Linked DNA regions of Mus musculus: all the other regions are linked to region 1. A link is a contact called in public ChIA-PET, Hi-C and promoter capture Hi-C data. All regions are on one chromosome and are shown on one strand. Each heading gives the region's core, a stretch centred on a gene start, on an enhancer-like site or on the middle of the called end of the contact. The rest is flanking DNA. Distances are from core to core; before and after follow the strand shown. Region 1 holds the start of Pskh1 (protein serine kinase H1). Region 2 overlaps Nfatc3 (nuclear factor of activated T cells, cytoplasmic, calcineurin dependent 3). Region 3 holds the start of Carmil2 (capping protein regulator and myosin 1 linker 2). Region 4 overlaps Dus2 (dihydrouridine synthase 2).

What was found. Promoter capture Hi-C pulls out the DNA fragments that hold promoters and counts their contacts. A called contact is a pair of places that touch in the nucleus more often than the background predicts. ChIA-PET counts read pairs in DNA pulled down with a chosen protein or histone mark.
Region 2: a contact with region 1 is called in a promoter capture Hi-C map of liver, with 2.3 times the contacts expected there. The contact joins the enhancer-like site here to the promoter of Pskh1 in region 1. A contact is called at or near these places in 6 of 39 promoter capture datasets (the C10 cell line, the HPC-7 cell line, cranial neural crest and 3 more), 2 of 484 Hi-C or Micro-C datasets (both in embryonic stem cells), 3 of 115 datasets of contacts at active chromatin or transcription factors (effector CD8 T cells, embryonic stem cells and thymic regulatory T cells) and 2 of 9 other capture datasets (adipose tissue and liver).
Region 3: a contact with region 1 is called in an RNA polymerase II ChIA-PET map of memory CD8 T cells, with 2,582 read pairs. The contact joins the promoter of Carmil2 here to the promoter of Pskh1 in region 1. A contact is called at or near these places in 13 of 39 promoter capture datasets (the C10 cell line, the HPC-7 cell line, cranial neural crest and 10 more), 2 of 484 Hi-C or Micro-C datasets (LSK cells and bone marrow-derived macrophages), 20 of 115 datasets of contacts at active chromatin or transcription factors (bone marrow-derived macrophages, embryonic basal ganglia, embryonic forebrain and 12 more) and 5 of 9 other capture datasets (adipose tissue, embryonic stem cells, liver and 2 more).
Region 4: a contact with region 1 is called in a Hi-C map of bone marrow-derived macrophages, with 39 read pairs. The contact joins the enhancer-like site here to the promoter of Pskh1 in region 1. A contact is called at or near these places in 8 of 39 promoter capture datasets (the C10 cell line, the HPC-7 cell line, cranial neural crest and 4 more), 3 of 15 datasets of contacts at CTCF or cohesin (large pre-B cells, pro-B cells and stem cell-derived epiblast-like cells), 43 of 484 Hi-C or Micro-C datasets (B cells, the CH12 cell line, the G1E-ER4 cell line and 25 more), 11 of 115 datasets of contacts at active chromatin or transcription factors (the SCID.adh cell line, bone marrow-derived dendritic cells, bone marrow-derived macrophages and 5 more) and 4 of 9 other capture datasets (adipose tissue, liver, macrophages and 1 more).

The regions. Positions count from the first base shown.
Region 1 is chr8:105,899,116-105,901,861 of GRCm38.p6, reverse strand. It overlaps Pskh1 (protein serine kinase H1), which reads right to left and starts at 1,388. Exons shown (of 3, transcript NM_173432.2): 1 at 1,322-1,388.
Region 2 is chr8:106,073,916-106,076,615 of GRCm38.p6, reverse strand. All of the region lies in intron 1 of Nfatc3 (nuclear factor of activated T cells, cytoplasmic, calcineurin dependent 3), which reads right to left. Among named protein-coding and RNA genes, the nearest start is that of Nfatc3, 16 kb to the right of the region's middle. Within about 2 kb of position 1,250, at least 39 of the 459 cell types and tissues checked have an H3K27ac peak or open chromatin away from gene starts, as enhancers often do. A contact at or near this core is called in liver, where this site is marked.
Region 3 is chr8:105,684,763-105,687,601 of GRCm38.p6, reverse strand. It overlaps Carmil2 (capping protein regulator and myosin 1 linker 2), which reads right to left and starts at 1,328. Exons shown (of 39, transcript NM_001357333.1): 1 at 1,289-1,328; 2 at 951-1,042; 3 at 806-856; 4 at 171-233; 5 at 1-49. The coding sequence starts at 1,328. Gm33578 (a long non-coding RNA gene) reads left to right here and starts at 1,382. Exons shown (of 2, transcript XR_387987.3): 1 at 1,382-1,441.
Region 4 is chr8:106,038,289-106,041,116 of GRCm38.p6, reverse strand. The region is part of intron 7 of Dus2 (dihydrouridine synthase 2); the gene reads right to left. Among named protein-coding and RNA genes, the nearest start is that of Nfatc3, 20 kb to the left of the region's middle. Within about 2 kb of position 1,291, at least 18 of the 459 cell types and tissues checked have an H3K27ac peak or open chromatin away from gene starts, as enhancers often do. A contact at or near this core is called in the CH12 cell line, bone marrow-derived macrophages, erythroblasts and 1 more, where this site is marked.

The sequences.
Region 1 (2,746 bases), core at 139-2,638:
GTTACAGCATTTAAGCTACCATACATTGTAAGCTGACCATGTAGCTAAGTGAAAAGGGTTCAGGCCCTGAGTTCAATTTCCATCAACGAAATCAGCAGAAAAATAAAGTGAAGACTCCCCCCACCCCACCCCCAAGACAGCCTCACTATATCAGACTGTCCTTTAACTTTTGGGCATCCTCCTGCTTCTCTCTCAGGAGTGCGGTGATCACAGGCATGCACCACCAAACCAGGGCTTTGGAGTATTTTGTTTTTGAGACGGGGTCTCATATAGCCCAGGTTCGTCCTAAATGTACTATGTAGCCTAAACTAGCCCTTATTGATCGGAAGTGTAGTCTACCACATCTAGAGAAGAGTAAAACTCTTGAATTTGTATCTTGAAAAAAAATACTTCAAGATGTCACTGTTTGCTGTGACTATCTCAAAATGCTGGCCATGACAGATGTTCCCCCAAGGCTTAATCTGTATCTATTCAAGTCAGTGTCCCGATAGCTTTAACTAAACACTACTACTGTGTGAACGCAGGAGACAGTTTTCCAAGGAAAAGACATTGGTGATAGATTCAAAAAGACACAGGTTAATTTCCTCTACTGGTGAGTGAGGGTGGAAATGAACGGAAGTTTCACAAACCGAGAAAGCAGCTATCTGAACCTCGAGGGTATGAAACCACAGAGTTAATAGGAGGCTCACATGCCTCAACAAAACACTACATAATCGCAGTACAGACGTGCCCAGGCGTTCTCTGCAGGGCTAGGTAGGCCACATCCGATTATGATAAGCTTTGAATGCTGCAGGCTACAAGGTTTAGTTTTTCCCTACAGTGACTAAGGAGGCAATTTTAACGAGTGATTTTTCTGGTGCGAATTATACACGCAGCAGCTTCAGAGGACTGAGCGGGGCTCTCCTTATAAGTATGACAGGTTTGCCTTGCAAGCGACCCAGCTGGACTCTGGCCCTTTTTCCAGCCAGTACATGGAAGCGATCGATGGCCCCCGCAGGACCCTGGCGTTCAGTCGCAAGGGAAGGGTGTGGAGTAGGCGCCGCACACAACAAGGTTAGATCAACCTGACCCGCGCTGGACGCGGGACGGCTGGGCCACAGACAGGCAGATGACCAAGTCCATCGGGCCTAACGCGGCAGGAGGTTTCGAGGCCATGCCTGGGGACCGCGGGTAGCCACAGCCCGGCCTGCTCCCCAGCCCACAGGCCCCAGTGCACGGGGACCGAGGGCTCGGAGTCGCGCCAGGCCCTGGCTGCGCCCGCGGCTGAACTCGCAGGCCCCTCACGCCGGTCAGGCCGAAGCCCCGAGCCGGAAGGCCTCACCTCGCGCGGGCGGCGGGCTCTCCGGAGTCTCGGCGGCTCAGCCCACCGTCTCCCAGCCCAGGCCACGGGCGCCGCCGCCATCCTCCCGCGTCAGCGTGGTGGCGTCATTACTGCGCGCGCCTGACGCCAAAACAAACTTGGGCGGCCAAGGGACGGAAGGGAGGCGGAGCCTCCAGACGCGAACGCAAGTGTGTGTAGGGGGGGGGGGGGGTTCGGAGTGCCTGCCAATCAACGTCTTCGGGGCGGAGCAGAGCTCTTTTCCAGGGGTGGGTCTGTTTGCCGCTAGACACCGCTGGGGAGCCATTTGTGGAGGGAAAAGTTCTGGGAAAGGTAATGACCGAGAGAAATGGAAAAAAAATGGCAAGATTCTTCTATAGATGAAGGAGTTCTTGAAGGGCAAGGGAGTGTGTCATCACGCCAGGGCTAATTTTTTTTAATGTATTGATGCAAAAACAAATGAATCACGAGATTTATAACATAAAATAAAAAGTAAAAAAGATTGTTAATGTATTGATGCAAACACAAATGAATCACGAGATTTATAAAATAAAATAACGAATAAAAAAGATTGTTACCAAGCTTGACATGGTGGGCACATTCCTTTAATCTCAGCACTCAGGCAGGAGGATCTCTGAGTTCCAAGCCAGTGTGGTCTACAAAGCTAGTTCCAGGACAGTCAGGGCTATTACAGAGAAACCTGTCTCAAAAATAAACAAAGAAGCTGGACGTGGGGGCACACGTCTTTAATCCTAGCACTCGGGAGGCAGAGGCAGGCAGATTTCTGAGTTCGAGGCCAGCCTGATCTACAAAGTGACTTCCAGGACAGCCAAGGCTATACAGAGAAACCCTGTCTTGAAAAAAAAACAAAAAATTAATTAATTAAAAAAATAAAGATTTTTTTTTTTGTACTAACACACTAGGTTTTGAAACAACTTTTACTTTTTTAAAAAAGACAAAACATCGTTAGCCTGTAATCCTAGTACTTTGGAAGCAGCAACAAGAAAGACTTTAGTTTGAGGCTAGCCTGGTGTATTTATTAAGGTCCTATCTCAATAAAAAAATTCATCAGTGTGTTCCCACATGCCTATAATCCTGGCACTCAGGAATTTAAGGGGATATTGCAGTGAGAGGTTTAAAAAAAAAAAAAGGCCAGGTTATAGAAGTTATAAGTTTTCTTGGGATACAGATTAAGACCATCTTTCAAAATGGCAGCAATGAAATTTGTTTCTCAAAGGGTTATGGGATTACTAAAAACATGAACTTTAACCCAGCCTGGTGTGATTTGGGAAGCAGAGGGGGGACCTCTGAGTTCAAGGCCTGCATGGTCTGTCTATAGCAACAGGATACCCAGGGCTGCTGCACAGGGAGACCTTGCCTAAAAAAAACAGCATGAGGAGGGGTGATACCCAGAGTAGGGCTTCCCCT
Region 2 (2,700 bases), core at 1-2,500, 170 kb before region 1:
CGACCAGACACCACTAGATTCTTTACCTAAATAAAAAATAGCTGACTGAGGATATTAAATTATAGTTGATCATTAATCTTCACAAATTTAGACTATTCAATTTACTCCCTCGCTAGGCCTGGTGGCATGCATCTTCTGTTATCCCAGCACTCTAGCTTGTGCTGTGGAATTGAGACTTTAAGGATAGCTTTGGCTACAAAGAAAAACTCTGTCTCAAAATAAATTAAATTAAAATGGATAAAATTAAATAAAACCCACCCCTTGTTTTTTTATATTTAAGCAAGTCCTGCCAGCAACAACTATACTAGCAACTACTATATTCTTTATCATTATACAATCCAATTTTTTTAAAAAACAAATTTTTACTTAAGAATGTACTTTAAAAATCTTGTTTTGAATAAAAATCACCTATGAAAGTTTTTTTTTTGTTTGTTTGTTTGTTTGGTTGGTTTTTCGAGACAGGGTTTCTCTGTATAGCCCTGGCTGTCCTCGAACTCAGAAATCTTCCTGCCTCTACCGCCCGAGTGCTGGGATTAAAGGTGTGCACCACCACGCCCAGCTGAAAGTCTTTATAGTTTCATTCTAATGTAATTATTTTATCAATGTTATTCCAGCAGTTGATTAATGCTGAAATTTGTAACTTCCTCCCAGCAAACTGTAGATAAAAACAAGTAAATACACAAATGGTGTCTTGAGGCTGATAGAAACAGTTCATTGGGTAATAGTGCTTTCTGTACTGGGATGAGAACTTGAATTCAAACCCCTGTGACCCATAAATGAGGGTGGGCATGGCTCCAAGTGTCTGTGACCTTGGCACCGAGGGCTAAGAGGCAGTCAGGTCTCAGGGGTTCCCGGGAGGTGAGTCAGCCTAGCTGAAATGGTGAGCTCCTGGTTCAACGAGAGGCCCTGTGTCAAAACCATAGAACAGTCACAGAGAAACACCTGACCTCCTCCTCTACCCTCCTCATGCACGGGAGCATGAGTGTACCCACACAATGTCTTAAAGTAATACAAAGACATGAACACACACACACACAAAATAGTTTCATCTTTTTCCCCACGTGTCCAGAAGTCCTAACTCTGAGACGATGGCACTCACTCCAACCACACTTTAACAGTCATTGAGATTTTCAACCGTAGACTTCATGATGCTCCAGAACCATTTTGACTAATTTAATTTTTGTAAATGTTCTATCAGCCACCAGAGGGCCCTAGGAAAGCAGACAGTAATCTAGAGAATACAGAGAGCATGTTCACGTCTTTACGAACAGTAAACCAGGGTCTGGCAGAATACAGCCTGTGAGCCCAATCTGTCCTACCACCTGGTTTTTTGTTTTTAAATGACAGCCTACAAGTTAAGAATGGTTTTTAAAAGAAAATTTTATGGATATAATGTGATTCAAATTCTGTGTCTATAAATAAAATTTTATTGGAACTTGGCCACACTCAATTATGTGCTGTCCATGGTCATGTTCCCACAAAGATAGAGAAGAGCAACTGTGAAAAAACACTTTAAGTTCTGCCGCATTGCTGCTCGGGACACAGTAATACAGTTTTGTTGTTTTGTGTTTTTCAGGACTGAACCTAAGGTGTTACAAATACTGGGCAAACAAACATAGTACATCAAGTTCTATATGAAGTCCTCCAACACCTTTTGTTTTTAAAGACAGAGAAATAGGGGAGGGAGTGTCTCACTATGTATCTGTGATTGGTTGGCAAACTGCCATGTACACAAAGCTCGCCTACAACTCTATGTATACCTGCCTTGTGTTGAACTACAGTGATTCTCCTGTCTCTGCCTCATGACTAACAACAGTAATCCCAGGATGTGGATGGCTGAGGCAGGAGAACTACTGAAAGAGTTTGTCAGAGCAAGACTTTGTCTCAAAAACAGAGATGAGAGGGGGGTAAAAAGAGACCCTGTCTCAAAACCAAAATAAGAGCAACAACAATAATCAACTAATCAATCAATTAATAATCAAGCAAGATGGACATAGTAGCACAAGGTCATAATACCAGCACTGGGAAGTTGAGGCAAAAGGTTAAGAATTCTAGATCACCCTTGACTATATACACCTGGCTCCTCAATCCAGCCCTGCTTTCAATTCTTTAGCAAAGCACAGTGACTCATAACTGAAATTCAAGTACTCAATAGACTAAGCAGGAGGACTGGCACAAATTCAAGGCCAGCCTGAGCTACATGGTGAGTTCCAGATCAGTCTGGACTACTATCTCAAAAAGCAAATGCAATGAAAAGAATGACTATGGACTAAGCAATTCTTCTCAATTATGTATTCATGAGAATAAAAATATGTCTATATAAAAACTTAGACACATATGTTTATAATAGCATTATTTGAAATGGCCAAAGGGTTAAAAAAATCAGATAATTCTCAATAGATTAATGGATAACCTAGTAAGGAAGAATAAATAAAACTTATTGTGGTGCTACACAACTGCAATCAACCTACTTAGCAGGCTGAAGCAACACAGTAAACAAGAATCTCTCATTAAGAAAGGAAAGGTGGGGCTGGAGAGATGGCTCAGCGGTTAGGAGCTCTGACTGCTCTTCCGAAGGTCTTGAGTTCAAGTCCCAGCAACCACATGGTGGCTCACAACCAAGCATAATGAGATCTGACTCCTCCTTCTGGAGTATCTGAAGACAACTACAGTGTACTTAGTTATTTTATAATAAATAAA
Region 3 (2,839 bases), core at 79-2,578, 210 kb after region 1:
AGGGAAACTCCAGGACCAGTTCAGGCAGGGACTCCAGCTCAAAGGTGACCTGGGGAAGGAGGAGCCTTTTGGATCCCTGTGTGGTGGAAGCGCTGTCCATTCAGAGTGATATGTGTAGGAATAAATGATCAAGCGGAGTGTATGTTCAAGTTGGGGTCCAGCTTTCTTACCCGAGGGGGTGTTTCCTGTAGTGCCATGGCCTGGACCTCCAGGTAGCTGAATGTACAGTCCACCTGGAAAGCATCAGAGTCATTCCAACTGACTGTTGCTACTCTCTTGAGCCTAGTTCGTTCTTTCTTTCTTTCTTTCTTTCTTTCTTTCTTTCTTTCTTTCTTTCTTTCTTTCTCTTTCCTGAGACAGGGTTTCTCTGTGTAGACCTGGCTGTCCTGGAGCTCACTCTGTAGACCAGGCCTGCCTGCCTCTGTCTCCCTAGTGCCAGGACTAAAGGCGTGCACCACCACCTCCTAGCTTGTTCTTAAAATTTAAAAATTGTACTATTGGGTGTTTGCTGGCATGTTTGTCTCTGTACCACTCTTGTGTGCCTGGTTCCCAAAGATGCCAGAAGACGGTGGTGGGTGCCTTCGAACTAGAGTTCCAACCACTTGTGAGCCCACCTGGTGGTGGGAGAATTGAACCCAGGTCCTCTCTCCACAGCCCATGATTTTGTGGCATCCTGAGCTAGACCTGCCCAGACTTCCCTCCTGTCTGCTGTTGGAAAGTAAAAGCCAGCATGGGCAAAGAAGACAGCTGCGCAAGGCAGTCCCTTGCTGAAGGGGAAGGGGTGTTGGCCCGGCCTGGGACTCACCCTCAGGGGAAGGCAGGTGTGCAGCAAATATGCCCTCCATCGAAGCAGTGCCTGGGGGGAGACAAAAGACTAATACTCTAGGGAAATCAAGTTTCTTTGTGCAGGGTCTGGCCACTGTCCTGAGCTTCACTCCTGGCTACCATACCAGGATATGGCTTTGCTCGGCACCCTCCTGGGGAAGCCAGGTTTTCAACAGCAGCTCCGCCTCCTTGGGCCACAGGAACCTGGTGATCTCGCCTGTGGAAAGACAGTCTACTGGGTGACTTTGGCTCCTCTATTAGGGCCACTCTGTGCCCAAGGTCTGTGCTAGACTGAGTGCCCAGGTATTCATGTGTGGATCAGCTAGGAAGAAATGAAGCGGACTTTTAGGCACTGGCCCTCCCTCCAGAACAAAAACCCCTGGTCAAGTTCCCTAAGGCGCCGAGAGGAGAGGTCTGGTTTGGAGTCAGGCTCTTCATGGCCAGGTGGGCTCCCAGGGCTTACCTCGCAGTTCACAGGATATGTCGTCTGGGGTCTGTGCCATAGGGCCGGGACGGCCCAATGAGCTCTGGCGGGAAAAAGCAGCCGGCAGGAGCGTACACAGGAAGCCAGGGGCCCAGGCAGCAGTGCAGCCACCTGCTCCTCCTGCAGCGGAAGGTACGCGCTTCTTCCTGCCAGGCCGCCCCCGGCCCGGCCCCTCCCCGCCCCGGCTTCGTTGGCTGAGTTCGCCCCGGGTGGGAGGTTGTGGGAGGATGGTCGAATCTTGACTGTTGCTGTCGCTCAGGGACTTTTCCTTCCGCGTACTCGGGTACTCATGGGTGTGGTGTGTAGGGGAGAGGGTCTTGCCTTTTCACCCCTTGCCTGGTGCCCTACTTCCACCCTGCCCCGTAGTCCCGGGCGCAAACACCAGGGGACGCCACCCTCCAGGGGATGCCAAAGGCCTAACTAACTTGATCTATCCCAAGACACAGGTTGGGTAGGTTGGAGTAACTCAAAGGAAGCCAGAGCAGTTGTGTCTCTGTGCAGTAAAAATTACCCACCACCCAAGGTTCTGCCCTGCTCAGATACGAATTTAAGAGTCTGGCAACCTATTTGTAATCCCAGCACTGTAAAAACAGGCAGGAAGAAAAGAGGCTGGGCTGCACCCTTTTTTTTTTTTTTTTCTCCCCGAGACAGGGTTTCTCTGCGTAGCCTGGGCTGTCCTGGAGCTCACTTTGTATAGACCAGGCTGGCCTCGAACTCAGAAATCCACCTGCCTCTGCCTCCCAAGTGCTGAGATTAAAGGCGTGCGCCACCACCACCCGGCCTGGGCTGCACTTTTTAGAGGTGTGCCAGACTTTTTGACTGGACCATGGTTGGTGCCTGCTTTTAATTGGGAGGTCCAGGCAGGAGGACTCTTGAGTTTGAGGTCATTCTGGTCTATAGTCCTTGTCTCAAAAACCAGATTAGCCATAATCCTTTGTAACAGGTTCCTCTCATTTAGATGCGGGCTCTTTGGGAACATCTGTAGCTAATTTATGACCTGAATCTCACTGAAGGCTGGTGCTGGTATTTGTGTTCTCAGGTTGTCTGCATTGAAGTTCAGGGAGGATTCACTTGAGCCTAGAGCTGGGATGAGTATACTAGCCAGAAGCATGCTACCCTACAAAAGGGGCTGATTCAGATCTTACCCACACACCCCCACCCCACAGACTTCATTAAATCCCACTTCTAACTGCCCTACCCACAGTTCAGCAAAAGAGAAAGACAAAGTCTTGGAGAGCAGAAGCAACTATGTATTATAATCTCTTAGGCTTCTGTCCCATCTCTACCTTTCCCAGACAGAGGATGACTTGGGAGTGTCCTCTAAGCGGGACCCTCTCCACCAAGTCCCAGTCACTCTGGTTCATGTTAAGCCCAGGACTTTCTGGCTAACCTGGACAACACAGAGAGACCCCGTGTCTTCAAAATAAAATGGCTAATGGCAGTAGTATTTATCTACATGAAACCGGAGTTCAATTTCTTGTGCTGTGAAGCGACAGCCCTTTAACATGTTTGCCGACTTGCCAACTTCCA
Region 4 (2,828 bases), core at 42-2,541, 140 kb before region 1:
AACTGGCAGCTTCCTTTCTGAGTAAAAGGAATAGTCCCTGGGTGGCAGCCCAAGAACCAGAATGGGAAAGGAAGGTCTTTAGGAGCCTAGGCTCTGTCCTCATGAATCCTCCTATTTTGAAAAGTCATATATACAAATATATAAACTGGAAGCCGGGCGTGGTGGCGCATGCCTTTAATCCCAGCACTCAGGAGGCAGAGGCAGGAGGATTTCTGAGTTCGAGGCCAACCTGGTCTACAAAGTGAGTTCCAAGACAGCCAGGGCTGTACAGAGAAACCCTGTCTCGAAAAACCAAAAAACAAACAAACAAACAAACAAATATATAAACTGGAAAAGGAAAATATGACACTTTTAACATGTTTTTAAATGCTTCTTATATAACAATTAGGAAAGGTTGCAAAGAAAGATCAAGACGTTAACACGGGAAAATAGTCAAGGAGGCAGCATGACATGGCAACGTGAGAATCAGAGACCAAGAGAGAGACAACCCGGCCTGAATGTCTATGGCATTGCTATCTTCTTCCTACATCAAAAATCTCAGGTCAGGCACGAGTGTGAGGAAGGTGATCTCAAACACTGGACTCCTACCCTGCAAAAGGTGCCTCCTAGGCAACAGCTACCAGGCAGGCAGGAGGACTTGCATTTACCTGAATTCTAGACAGATGAGGGCAGCGGAGAGCCGGTTACAGTAAAACAGGCCTTATCTGAGAGCTAAGGATATGAAACTGTTGAAAGGCCAACAGTTCACCACCAAGACCCTCCCTGCTGGCCAGGCGGGCAGGAACACTCTCCAGGTGCTGCCTCACACAGCAGACTAGACCTGATTGCCCAGAGTCATCCTGGCAAGCCTTAAATTTGTACTTTAAGGAAGGGGGACACTGCCAGGCCCATGAGGATCCATCAGAAAAACTCTCACTCCAGCTAGGCATGCTGGCACATGCCTCAGCACTTGGGAGGTAAAGGCAGGAGGAGCAGGAGTCCAAGGTCATTCTTGAATCATAAGGAGCCCAGAGTACGTGAGACCTTATCGCAAAACACATCAATCAATCAATCAATCAATCAATCAATCAATTCCACATTAGTTTAATAACTCTGGTTCACAGCAACATATCTAGAAGGTTCCCTGGCGAGTGCTAACTTTGAACCTTTGAAATGCAATGACGAAAATACCAAGTGGTTTGATACAGTTCTCAGCCTTAGAGGGCTCCCTTTTGATTCATTCTAAGTAGCTCTAGGTACTTTCTAGGCATTCCTGTTCACATTCACATTCACAACCAGGAAGGAGATTAGGGAAGTGAAAGACCCGGTCACTTGCTAGGACCACATGAGGGAAGAACAGGCAACCTGAGGCTGTCTTAGCAGTGTGGACACGCCACCACCCAGAGCTAAATCATGTCACATGTCCCTGCCAGAGGAGGGGAAGGACTAGGACTAGGGATGAAATTCACATCTAGTGAGGAACAGAATATCCAACCATGAGCAGGCTTGTCTCACCAGATCTACTGGCTAGCCTAAAATACATAAGATTCTCTCTCTCTCTCTCTCTCTCTTTCTCTCTCTCTCTCTCTCTCAAAAAAAAAAAAAAGGAAAGAAGGAAGGAAGGAAGGAAGGAAGGAAGGAAGGAAGGAAGGAAATTTGCCATTATTAGCTCTGTCCCACCCTTAACTTCTTGGTTCTAGAGATGGGTTTCACTGTGTACCCCAGACTGTCTTGGACTCTGTTACACAGTGCAGGATGCCTCAAACTCAAAACCCTCCTGCTTCAGCCTCTTCAGTACTGATTAACATTATAAGTATCTGCTACCTTTTTTTTTTCTTCAGTTTATTTCAAGACAGGGTTTCTCTGTGTAGCGCTGGCTGTCCTGGAACTCGCTCTGTAGACCAGGCCGGCCTCGAACTCAGGGATCCACCTGCTTCTGCCCTACTCCCTACATTTGGGATTAAAGTCCTGTGAAACACTTTTAAGTGTAAGTAATCCAGTTACCTTCACAGTATAGTTAAGCCACTATCACTATGTATTTCCATAGTTTTTTCCTGACCCCACGTGAGCAACCTTATCTTGAGAAAACTTTCAGAGTACCCACAAAGCTCTCAGCCAGTTCCCAGCTTGCCAGTACAGTGTGGACGTGAAATGAACCCTGCCCGACATGCCTAAGTCACATCTAACTTGGTGGAAGCCTGAAGCCTCTCTTTCATGAAGTAAAGAGCACTCACTAGGCCAAGCTGGCACACGTGACCGTAGCAGAATGAAGCAAGCTTCTGAGACGGCGTGCATTCCTGCTGCCTCTTACCAAATGTGTTCTTTACGTGGGGCAGGGGCAACATCACTGGCCTACTTAGTCAGGTGATGGAAGAGAGGGAAACCGCCTGTGTGTACACGTGAACTGGAGCCTCTTGTGAGACATCACTTAGTACTTTAAGGAAGGGGGACACTGCCAGGCCCATGAGGATCCATCAGAAAAACTCTCACTCCAGCTAGGCATGGAGTGTGGAAACCATTCTGAGATCCACAGTTGTCCCCTCCGTTCTACACAGGGCCTCTGACTGCAGGCTCTAAAGCCTAGGCTGTTACTGAACTGTGGCTAGGATCTCAAGAACTACCATAGCCTCCTGTAGCATCAGGTATCACAGAGAAGGAACACTAATGCTGCGGCTAGGAGTCACAAAGCCATAGCTTCTGAAGTTGGCTTTGTCTGCCACACATTTGAAAAAGGGTCTTAAGCAATTTCCTCTTTCCTCTCTGTGCTTTGTTTGGCTTTGATCTTTTGAGACAAGGTCTTAGTCCAACCTGACATTGAATCCCTAACACGCCTGCCTCCTCCTCCCAAC